Regions from separate parts of the Mus musculus genome. Here all the other regions are linked to region 1. Evidence: chromatin contacts called from public Hi-C and HiChIP or PLAC-seq data. All regions are on one chromosome and are shown on one strand. The core of a region is the stretch at or near the end of the contact, and the rest is flanking DNA. Distances in the headings are between cores, read along the strand shown.

Region 1 (2,643 bases), core at 61-2,560:
CCTGCTTTATCTCCTCATAACCTGTGTGAAATTGCGACATTAATATCCTTTCCTTCAAAGCAGTCACACTAAGAAGTGGGGCTTTGGGAGACTGAAAGAGGCAAATCTCTCAGGGTTGGGTGTCAGTGTTCTGGCCAATAAGGACCCCAGAGATCAGCCTTCCTCCTTCCATCACGTGGGGACACACCAAGAAGGATTATCTGCGAACCAAATATGAGCCACATGTGTGCCAATTCTGCCAACACTGGGATCACTGCCTGAGCTATTGTGGCAAGAAAATGAAAATATGTAGTCTGGTCAAGTCTGTGGCAATGATTCTACTATTCATTTCAGTTAATAGCTTGAATCTGACTAGAATTGCTACCCTTGGGGTTTCTTCCATTTTTTACTTGTTTTTATTGTTGTTGTTTGTTGGTTGGTTTGGTTTGGTTTGGTTTGGGTTTTTAAGGGTTTTTTGTTTGGTTGGTTGGTTTGGTTTGGTTGGTTTTCTTCTTACTCAGAAAGATCTGAATAAGTTTCGTACAACTTCATTTGTTATCTTGAAATATAAAGAGGCAATATTTGACTCAAAACTCAAGACCTAGGAAATTGAACCCTGACCTTCATGAAAAATAAAATCCATCAGCAATATGAAAATAATGGATAATTTTTCCTTTTATTTTTTTATTTGATATTTTATTTATTTGCATTTCAAATGTTATCCCCTTTCCCAGTTTCCACTCCGCAAACCCCTTCTCCCATCCCCTTCCCCGTGCTTCTATGAGGGTGCTCACCCACCCACTCCCACCTCACCTCCTTAGCACTCCTGAGAGGCTCTGCCAGAGTCTGGCCAATACAGATGCGGTTGCACACAGCCAAAACTGAGCACGGGGACCCCAATGGAGGTTAGGGGAAGGACTGAAGGAGCTGAAAGGGGTTTGCAACCCCATAGGACATCAACCAATGAGCCTCCTCCACCTCCCACCCCCCAGCTCCCAGGGACTAAACCATCAACCAGAGTACACATGGGGGAACCCATGTCTCTAGGTGCATATGTGGCAGAGGATGTCCTTGTGGGGCATCAATGGCAGGAAAGGCCCTTGGTCCTGTGGAGGCTCGATTACCTAGTGTAGGGGATTTTTTTTTTTTTTAACTTAGAACAAAACACCTGCCCACCTGTGGATCCTGCCAGTCGCAGTGCCAGGGAGCAAGGGATGTAAAGTCTGATCTGGGACCTGACTCAGGATTCACACAGGCTTAATGCCTCAGATTGCAATTGCGGGAGCCTCTGTCACTAGCTCATTGTTTTCCAGCATGACCTGCAGAACACTCATCTGTTACTGTAGTGGCAGGCTTTCACAATATCCTCTAGCTGAAGAAATATGACCACAGCCAGGCTGACTTCAGACTCAAGCTATTTCGGAGGCAGCAGCTGCTGCAGCAGTGGCAGTAACAACAGGGCAGAGGGGGGTGGGCGGGGGTTGCTGTGGGGAGAGCGAACAAAGTGCTGCCAACTCCCAATGAACCATGTGAGTGCTTCATATTAGCTAATTATCTGGGGGCTGGATATGGGAAACACATCAGGAACTTCTCAGAGCTCCTGGGGCGCTATTTTCATTTTTCTTTTGTTTTTATTAGATATTTTCTTTAGATATATTTCAAATGCTATCCCAAAATTTCCCTATACCCTCCCTCCGCCCTGCTCCCCTACCCACCCACTTCTGCTTCTTGGCCCTGGCGTTCCCCTGTACTGATGTGTCCAAGCAAGGCTAGGGATGTGCAGGTCACAAGGAGTCTTTATCTCTACTTCTTCACCAAATTTCTCTACATCTGTTGAGCGCCCTTTCCCTTCCTACCGACTCCCGACTTTAAGAGAAGGAATTATAATGTGCTAGCTCAGTCTTTTTCAGAGTCTTTTCTTCTGTGGCAGACAGCAAATGACTTTTGCATGTGTATATTTCTAAACATAGAAATCCAAGAAAGATTTCGATATTTTGGCTAACAAGAAAAGTTGGTCATAAATCAAGCTAGTACTGTTACAGAAAAAGTGAGGTAAGGACAACATACTTCACAGGATAAATTAAATTCCCAATGTTCTAGATAATTCTTTCTCTCTCTCTCTCTCTCTCTCTCTCTCTCTCTCTCTCTCTCTCTCTCTCTCTCTCTCTCCCTCTCTCTCTCTCTCTCTCTCTCTCATGATTGCAAAATATAAATTTGATCCCACAGTATGTGTGATGTCAACAAATTAATATTAATTAAGTCAAAGTATAATGAGATTTTACAAAAGCCTAAAAACCCAAAACCTAACAAGAAGAAAAGAGTACTTTGTAAAACCAGAACATATAGACTAAAATCATTTAAAATGTCCTCTGAATAACTTACCACTTCAGAAGTTAAAACTTCAGGGGGAGACGTTTATTAAAAAACCTTTAAATATTCAATAGAGTACACTCATCTGGGCCATAACTACACATAAACTTCCAACAAGAATTCAGCCTTTGGAAAGATTTTATCAACATAGTGTGTCTGTGGGGTGTGTGTGTGTGTGTGTGTGTGTGTGTGTGTGTGTGTGTGTGCCACACAGGGTGATAATTCTGGCCCTAACAGCTTTAGACTAGCAGAATCCCCAGTGGTAGGCATGGGAAACTTAAGTTGTTGGTTGGA
Region 2 (2,643 bases), core at 52-2,551, 720 kb before region 1:
GAACATATTATATATACACAATGGATTTTTCTCCAGTTGTAAAGAAAATGAATACATGACATATTCAGGAATATGGTTAGAATTGCAACTTCTGGTTTCTTTTCTCACTTTCCCTGAGTTTTTGGTCCTTGAATAGAAGGACTCTGTGTCCCATGCATGATATTATTAATACATTCACTGGATTACAGGTTCTCAATAATCTTTTGGTGGAGGTAATCAAATTACATTGTTATTAGGGATTTCTTTATTTGTTCATGTGTGCATGTGCGTGCATGTGTGCACGTGTGTGTATTGTGTGCACCTCAGTGTGCAGTGTGTCAACAAAGGAAGGTACATGTGGAAGTCACAACAGGATATCGGGTGTCTTTCTTCATCACTCTGCTTTTCTGCCTTGAGACAGAGTATTTCACCAAGATGGAAGCTTGTTGTTTAGGCTGGGTTGACTCCTTGGGTACCACTTGGTATCCTCCTGTCTCTACCACATCCCCTCCATTAGGTTCTGGGATTGCATCAGTTCCCGTCATGTCTGACTTTTTATGTGGGTTCTGGGGATATAAGCTCAGGTCCTCATGCATACAGAGCATCCCTCTTAATGGGATTTCTATCCGATCTCATCTTTATTTTTCAAAAATGTATATACATGTGTGGATTTTATGTAAACTTTCCCCCAATGAGGAATGTATCCTTACTCATTAGGATACATGTATACATCAATTTTATTACAGTTGTCTCAAATACTGATGTAGATGGATGTTATTTACAATGTATTATAATCTGAGAGGAATATATTATAAAATTAAATGTATAGGACGATTTCATTTTACGAATGTTAAATGTGTGTGTATAATATATGTATTATAACTATGTGCACAAATAACATTATAAGATAGGAATTGGGATGCATGCTTTATTATATGTATTAAAAGAGTTTTCATTTCAAACACCCAAATCACTATTTCATTTTGTGGTGCTGAGGATTGGCCCTCTGCAAGCTCAGCACGTGCCCTACTGCACAAGTACACCCCCAGTCTCTTACGTGATCAGTTTAAATTCTCCCTCTATATCACCTTTCAGTTTTTCTTCACACAGAAGGATAAGAATTGAGATGCCACCACATATAATAATGTATTCTGCTTTCCCTGTGGCGTCTTTAAACACAGAGCAGGAACAGTGATAAGCATCCTTATCCTCCTTCAAGGGATGTTGTGCAAGAACAGGCATCGTGTGGAGAACTTGGGAGGAGAATCATTTATTATTAATATCTCCTCCCTTGTCTGCTATGTTTTGAAATGACTCAGAATATTAATATGTGAGTCAGGGGACTACTTGGGAAAAGAGGAAGGAATCTGATGATATACAACACAGTATAAAGCAGTTACGTTTTTATCACCCTGGGAGCTAGCAGGACTTGTCCCTTATCATGCCTCACTAAGTAATGATCCCCCGGAGTCTCTGTGCCCCTCCCCTCCCTCTCTTCTGCTGAAGGTGACTTATTTATAAAGCATGCTTCTTTCTGCCAATACTAAGAAGAAACTTGGAACATTTAAACTGTGTACATTTGTTTAGCATACTCTATCAACATTAAAAGCAAAACTACCTGGTAAAACTCAAAGTGAAACAATTTGTTTTAAATTTTAATACCTAATAACATCTCTGCCTTTACCTTAATGATCCCCAGAACAAGAAAGACCACAAAGTTAATGTGTTCATCAAATAAATCATTTTCTAGCCGAGACTCATAGGAATTTCTTCCAAATGGTTGTAATAAAGGAACATGCCTTTCTCCCTTTTATTAAATGTCAAGGTGGTAAATTTTCATTTTATTTTATACTTTTTTTTTAACTTTAAAGGAACTATATTATCCATAGATAGGTTGAGGTCATTGTGTTATATGGTATAATGATAAGTTCTAATAAATATTAGAACCCGATATTGTCCTTGATGTTCAATGTGTCAATCCCATTTATTATCATTACTATTATTTCCTACTAAGTAATACTATTTAATAACTTGAAGAATTTTCTGGCTTACTTGTAGAGTGTACAAGTGCAGACATTATACTCACTTGTAAGTGTCCAACCACACATACAGCACCAACGTGTGACAACAGGGGCACAGTTGAAAGAAGGAGTAACACATTTACAGGAAGACAAACATCAGGCGGGCCCCCTTGCTGTGGGCAGTCTATCTGTGTGAATGGGGTGACATATGTGTTAGTGCTCAAATCAGGATCATCTCAGACTGGTGATAACTGTGCAGTAATTGGGATAAAATGTAGAAGCTGGGACTTTTCAGGTCAAACTGCGGTGTTTGGGCACCCTACTTAAAGGGTAGGGAGTAGGCAGCCCCCAAACAATGAGTTGTCTGGTTCAGAAGGCTTTCAGGCATCTGCTGTCTGGGACGATTGCACTTGAAAATTTCATTCATAGAGAGATTTAAGCCTATGCCTTCTGATGTGTTTATACTTTATATTTCTTGATCTATTTAGTAGATGCACACATTATTTATTTATTTTTTATTAGGTATTTTCCTCATTTACATTTTCAATGCTATCCCAAAGGTCCCCCATACCCACCCCCCCCCCCAATCCCCTACCCACCCACTCCCCCTTTTTGGCCCTGGCGTTCCCCTGTACTGGGGCAT
Region 3 (2,643 bases), core at 75-2,574, 640 kb before region 1:
GAGAAGAATATGTTATTATTTATAAAAGATCAAAGCACTGTCATTCTTTAAAAGGTTATCTATGAAGATGGGTAGAATGGTAAGGATTAACATTGCATAGAAAATTTCTTGGTGTGCTGGGGGGAGTGTTACACTATCCTTCAAAGTTTATTGTATACAACACCAATTTTACATTAATGTTCTGGTCAAATGCCAGTAAACACCCATGAAATACATCTATTGGGCAGTAAGCAATTGGTCTATGAAGAAGCATATTTTAAGGATATTTTGTATTCATCAACATTTAGAAGTAGCCTCCATGGTTGACAGAGCACTTTAAACAGAAAAATGAAACTATGGGCATCTGCTAATTGCATACTTATTCAAAAATCTTTTTTAAAAATTCTGTATAAGAACCCAGCAATTGCATGATAATAGACAGCCCTACCTACAATGCTTAAGCCCCATCCCTTACTACACCCTCAATTTCCTGGTTCACCTTAGACACATTACTCAACGTTTCTCTCACTATCAAGTTCTACAGAAATGACATTTGATTTCTTAGGTCCTTCTGTTCCATTTTAATGTTGATATTCCTATCTGTGCTGTATTTGGTGAGAGTAAGGTCAGTTTATTAAAAGTTCATTTTTAATATAGAGCTATTTACAAAGCATCCTTAAAATATGATGGTACTTCAGGGGAATGCCAGGGCCAGAAAACAGGAGTGGGTTGGTTGGAGAGTGAGGGGAAGGTATAGGGGGCTTTGGGGATAGCATTTGAAATGCAAATGAAGAAAATATCTAATAAAAATAATGAAAAAAATATGATGGTACTTATTATGTACTAGGCACATAAGATACACTCTTTCATGAGAAGAGGCAAGAGAAGACAATAGTCAGAGAGTGAAGTCTGGAAGTTTGAACATATCCATGTATTACTCCCAACCATGTGGTCTCAGGTGCTTCAGAATCTTTAATATTTATAGGAATCATTAGTATCGAAAGCAGATTACACATCAGTAAAAGGAGGTGGGGCTTGAGAGCTTGTAGTTCTAACAAGCTCTCTCTCATGTGAGGCTGATGTGTCTGCTCCTTGGATTATATTGCTGTCATTCAGTTTTCCTTCCTGTAACTGTTTAGGGCTAACATAGTTCCTCTGAGTGTACTTTAGAAATGGCTGACATTCAGTGAATGCCACTGTTACTTATTAGCATGACCGGTCTTTATGTAATTTCCACAGGACCAACAGGTGCAGTTATTAACCGGTTTCTCTAACGTCAGTGACTTGTTTGGGGATTGAGGACAGAAAGTTTAAGTGTCAGTCTCTATGACTTTCACAGGAAGTTGTGGTACAGACTTCCTTGTTTACTATGACTACGACTATGACTACGACTACTACAACTACTACAACTACCACTGCTGCTACTACTACAAATACTACTGCTACTACTAAAATATTTCATTCCTCAAACTCAAGTTCTTTTTTTTTTTTTTTATTTTTCTTTCCATTTTTTATTAGGTATTTAGCTCATTTACATTTCCAATGCTATACCAAAAGTCCCCCATACCCACCCACCCCCACTCCCCTATCCACCCACTCCCCCTTTTTGGCCCTGGCGTTCCCCTGTACTGGGGCATATAAAGTTTGTGTGTCCAATGGGCCTCTCTTTCCAGTGATGGCCGACTAGGCCATCTTTTGATACATATGCAGCTAGAGTCAAGAGCTCCGGGGTACTGGTTAGTTCATAATCAAACTCAAGTTCTTAACCATTCTGTTCCCTGTTCAGTGGACTCATTTCTTAGTAGTTTTCCCAAGAGTCTATTAATCATCGGAAATTTCCTCCTTCTGGACCTTGTGACAACCTAAGTCATGACTTTAATGGACACAGCGACCTGTCTTCTCTGCAGTTTTCAATGTGCGTTGACAGCTTCTGATCCTTTATAAGCTACTTGCTTCTCTCAGCATAGTTTTTCTTCAAACTTGTATTAACTTTATTATATTGCAAAAGGAGAAAGAACCAGAAATGATGGGTTTAGATGAGAGGGTTTTTGAAAGGAGATTTTTTGGGGTGGGGATGGGGGGAGAGGCTATGCTTTCTGCCCTCTTCATTGCTCTCATGATCACTGGGGAATCTCTGGGGTGGCCTTATCAGGTTTAACTGTGGGGTTGGGCCTTCCTTAGGTGAAATTTTATTAGAGTGACTGATTTGAACATTTAACATCTGGTAAGTTCTCTCTGGATTCAAAAGAGCTTAAAAAGAATGTGGACAGTGGTCAATAAACCCAGGATGCTAATGAGAATGTGAGTCAAGCCTGGCTCAAGTTTTTAGTGTTTTATTGAAAAAGCAATGATCCAAGGCATTTTTATAGGGGCTAATGTTCTTTGTGTACCAGAAAGAAAGTGAATTAATGTTTCCTATTCCTAAAAACATTACTTGTTTACGTTTGAAATTGAGTTTGGGCTTGAAAAACAAATATAAAACATTGGCTCAAAACAATAAGTTGAAAAACACCCCAACTTATTTCTTATTTATTCTTTTCTTGGAGACTGTTGTCAGGAACAGTTTGCTGTGGTTCATTCTTTCTCAGCTTCAACAGAGCAAAGCACTTGTTCTCTTTCAGATTCGAAGTTAGCTTTTTCCTTGCCTTTAGATTTACACACCAG
Region 4 (2,643 bases), core at 105-2,604, 520 kb before region 1:
AAGGTTTACAGTAACAAAACAAAAATCGTAAAATCAAGACCTTTTTCAACTCCATGGATGGGAACATGAGAGAGGCAGATAAAAGTGCCCAGAGTGAGGTCTCAGCCACAGGCCTCAGGTGCTTCCTCAGAGCAACAGCCGTAGCCTCTTGATTGGTGTGGAGTATGGTTCTGTTAAGATAATGTATCCCCAAAAGCATTTAGCTCCTTGTCACAGGATATTAGATCTGGTACACAGACAGCTCTTTAGGGAGCCAAGCATAGGCAAGGTAAGTTGTAATTAGGCTCTGTACCTACAACATTCAAACGTCCGCACATCACTCAAGTTAAAAGCAGCCAATTAGCCTCTGCCAACACAGTTTCTCTCTAGCAATTTTCCTTGAGAGTAAGCTAATATAAATCCCTAAGCACACTTGAGGTTTGTCTATGCTTTTGATGAAAATGACTGCTTAATCAATAAAACCTATCAGGACGGAGGTTTGGAATGTTGTGACAGCATTTGTTAATATGCTCTGACTCACTCAATAAATATGGCAGGCTTGGGAGCCAGGCATTACTCTGAATATTCTCAAAGAACAGTGAAAATATAGTTTGCTTATGAAACTTCAGGTAAAAGTTGCCTGGAGGGATCTTTTGCACTCAGAAGACAAACCACTATGCTTTTATTACATTTGGTCTGGAAACCATGCTTTAAGACATGCATACAGGGAAACGCTTTTCTTCTGTTTCCTTAGGTAACTGTAGAATGACGCTAAAGAGCCTTTCTTTTCCCTATTTTGGTATTTAGTGTTGAGCAGTGATGGGGCAGCTCTAATGATGGGTACTGTACAACAAGCAAGGATGTTGTTTCTGCAGCAGAGATTTAAAAAACAAACTAAAGGAACAGTGTTCACCACAAGTAGGATGGTTGACATATTAGTTACAAGGAGAACACAGGGGAAATAGATCTACATTGAAACAAAGGCTAAAATTTCAAATAATGTTAGTGCTTAGCAGAAAAAAAATATGGTAAAGGAAATACTTTGAAATTGTGCTCTCTCTGTGCATTACCTCATTCATCTCTATGGTAATCTGAACGCACAGTGGCCAGGCGTTCTTCCCATTGAGCAATGAGGAAGTGGCGCACGAGGCACTTGGTTATATAACTGACTTAGAGATGAAGACAATGTAAGAGGCAGACTCTTGGGAGCTTTGGGGGACTTCTTCAATGATGTGATTGTTTTGTCTTTCCCAGACTTTGTGAGCATCTCACAGCCCACTCAAGACTATGTTCAGGATACTCCATAAGAAGTGCTGCCTTCACCCCAGGCTGCTGAAAAGCAGGTCACAGGCTAGGTGAGTCAACCAATAGTTAACTTCTGACAGACACTGTTACACAAGGTTAGCTGTCTAGTAGAGTCTCATACCAACAGAGCTGACTCATTACTCTCTGAAATCAAATGTGTTGAGCCTTCCCCTCCTCCAGCTTTCTAGCATTTTTGAGCTTGGGTGAGTTTACACATGCTAGAGTGAACATTTTATTGATACAGCTATCTATGAGTTTTCTCCATCTCCATGCAACCCTTCACCCATACTCCTGTAAGTAATTCCATTAAGCTCATTGGTTCATCAAATTGGACTTTGGTGGTATCCTTACTTTGATCTGTCATTACTTCTTATTTGAGGTGAGTCCATATGTGTTAACATTTCCTCAGGAATAGTGTCATGCAATACTGCACCACAATCATCTTTCGTCTAAAAGTGTCACATCTTTTCATCATGGAATAAAATAGTCAGGATAACTTATGTAAATATTGTGAAATTTAGCTGAATTTTTTCTCTGTATATAAATATATCTTTCTAGCTCTCTGGGATTTAGTGAACAGACTCACTTACTTGAAATATTTCCTTTATTGAAAAAAATTTTTTCATTTTTTAATTAGGTATTTTCTTCATTTACATTTCAAATGCTATCCTGAAAGTCCCCTATTACCCGCCCCCCTCCTCGCTTCTTGGCCCTGGCATTCCCCTGTACTACTGGGGCATATGTGTATATATATATATGTGTGTGTGTGTATATATATATATATATATATATATATGTATATATATATATATATATATGTGTGTGTGTGTGTGTGTGTGTGTGTGTGTGTGTGAGAGAGAGAGAGAGAGAGAGAGAGAGTTCCATATTTTAGAGGACAACTTGTGGTGGTCAGTATACTCCATTACTATATGGAACACTACAGGAATTAAGGTTAGATGGTTAAATATTGGGGCAGCAACCTTTAAATGCAGACCATTTTTGATCAGATTAAAAAAATGTTTTGTTTAGTTTCCTTTTATTACAGTAGGTATAATTACTTATTCTGAAGATATCAAGATATTTATAATTAATAATGAATTCTCATAATTTCCTGTTAAAGCAGTAACTTGGGAAGGCGAAGTTTTGCATTGAAGCTGACCTACAGTAAGTCTGAGAATAAAATGGAGAGAACTCCATGAACATATTTGAAGACGGTGATATCATTTCTTAAGATAAGATTGCATTTGAGTCTTTTGTAAATCTTTTGGTTCCATATTTTGCTGTGTAAAATGTCCTCTGGTTTGTAGCCTGTGGCCTTTGTAGGGATAACTCTAACTGACTTCCAGTCGCTTTGGGAAA

What was found. A called contact is a pair of places that touch in the nucleus more often than the background predicts. HiChIP or PLAC-seq counts read pairs in DNA pulled down with a chosen protein or histone mark.
Region 2: a Hi-C map of bone marrow-derived macrophages shows a contact between it and region 1, with 8 read pairs. The contact joins two enhancer-like sites. A contact is called at or near these places in 2 of 484 Hi-C or Micro-C datasets (bone marrow-derived macrophages and muscle stem cells) and 1 of 115 datasets of contacts at active chromatin or transcription factors (embryonic fibroblasts).
Region 3: an H3K4me3 HiChIP or PLAC-seq map of bone marrow-derived macrophages shows a contact between it and region 1, with 4 times the contacts expected there. The contact joins two enhancer-like sites. A contact is called at or near these places in 2 of 484 Hi-C or Micro-C datasets (bone marrow-derived macrophages and embryonic fibroblasts) and 2 of 115 datasets of contacts at active chromatin or transcription factors (bone marrow-derived macrophages and embryonic fibroblasts).
Region 4: a Hi-C map of adipose-derived mesenchymal stem cells shows a contact between it and region 1, with 2.4 times the contacts expected there. The contact joins two enhancer-like sites. A contact is called at or near these places in 3 of 484 Hi-C or Micro-C datasets (CD4 T cells, adipose-derived mesenchymal stem cells and cortical neurons) and 4 of 115 datasets of contacts at active chromatin or transcription factors (the NIH/3T3 cell line, bone marrow-derived macrophages, embryonic fibroblasts and 1 more).

The regions. Positions count from the first base shown.
Region 1 is chr15:6,055,716-6,058,358 of GRCm38.p6, forward strand. No RefSeq gene overlaps it. Among named protein-coding and RNA genes, the nearest start is that of Gm41259, 12 kb to the left of the region's middle. Within about 2 kb of position 1,311, at least 72 of the 459 cell types and tissues checked have an H3K27ac peak or open chromatin away from gene starts, as enhancers often do. A contact at or near this core is called in the NIH/3T3 cell line, adipose-derived mesenchymal stem cells and bone marrow-derived macrophages, where this site is marked.
Region 2 is chr15:5,334,685-5,337,327 of GRCm38.p6, forward strand. No RefSeq gene overlaps it. Among named protein-coding and RNA genes, the nearest start is that of Gm41257, 81 kb to the left of the region's middle. Within about 2 kb of position 1,302, at least 7 of the 459 cell types and tissues checked have an H3K27ac peak or open chromatin away from gene starts, as enhancers often do. A contact at or near this core is called in bone marrow-derived macrophages, where this site is marked.
Region 3 is chr15:5,413,342-5,415,984 of GRCm38.p6, forward strand. It overlaps the pseudogene Gm46496. Among named protein-coding and RNA genes, the nearest start is that of 5430437J10Rik, 82 kb to the right of the region's middle. Within about 2 kb of position 1,325, at least 78 of the 459 cell types and tissues checked have an H3K27ac peak or open chromatin away from gene starts, as enhancers often do. A contact at or near this core is called in bone marrow-derived macrophages, where this site is marked.
Region 4 is chr15:5,538,392-5,541,034 of GRCm38.p6, forward strand. It overlaps 5430437J10Rik (RIKEN cDNA 5430437J10 gene), which reads left to right. Exons shown (of 5, transcript NR_045274.2): 2 at 1,234-1,334. Among named protein-coding and RNA genes, the nearest start is that of 5430437J10Rik, 43 kb to the left of the region's middle. Within about 2 kb of position 1,355, at least 93 of the 459 cell types and tissues checked have an H3K27ac peak or open chromatin away from gene starts, as enhancers often do. A contact at or near this core is called in the NIH/3T3 cell line, adipose-derived mesenchymal stem cells and bone marrow-derived macrophages, where this site is marked.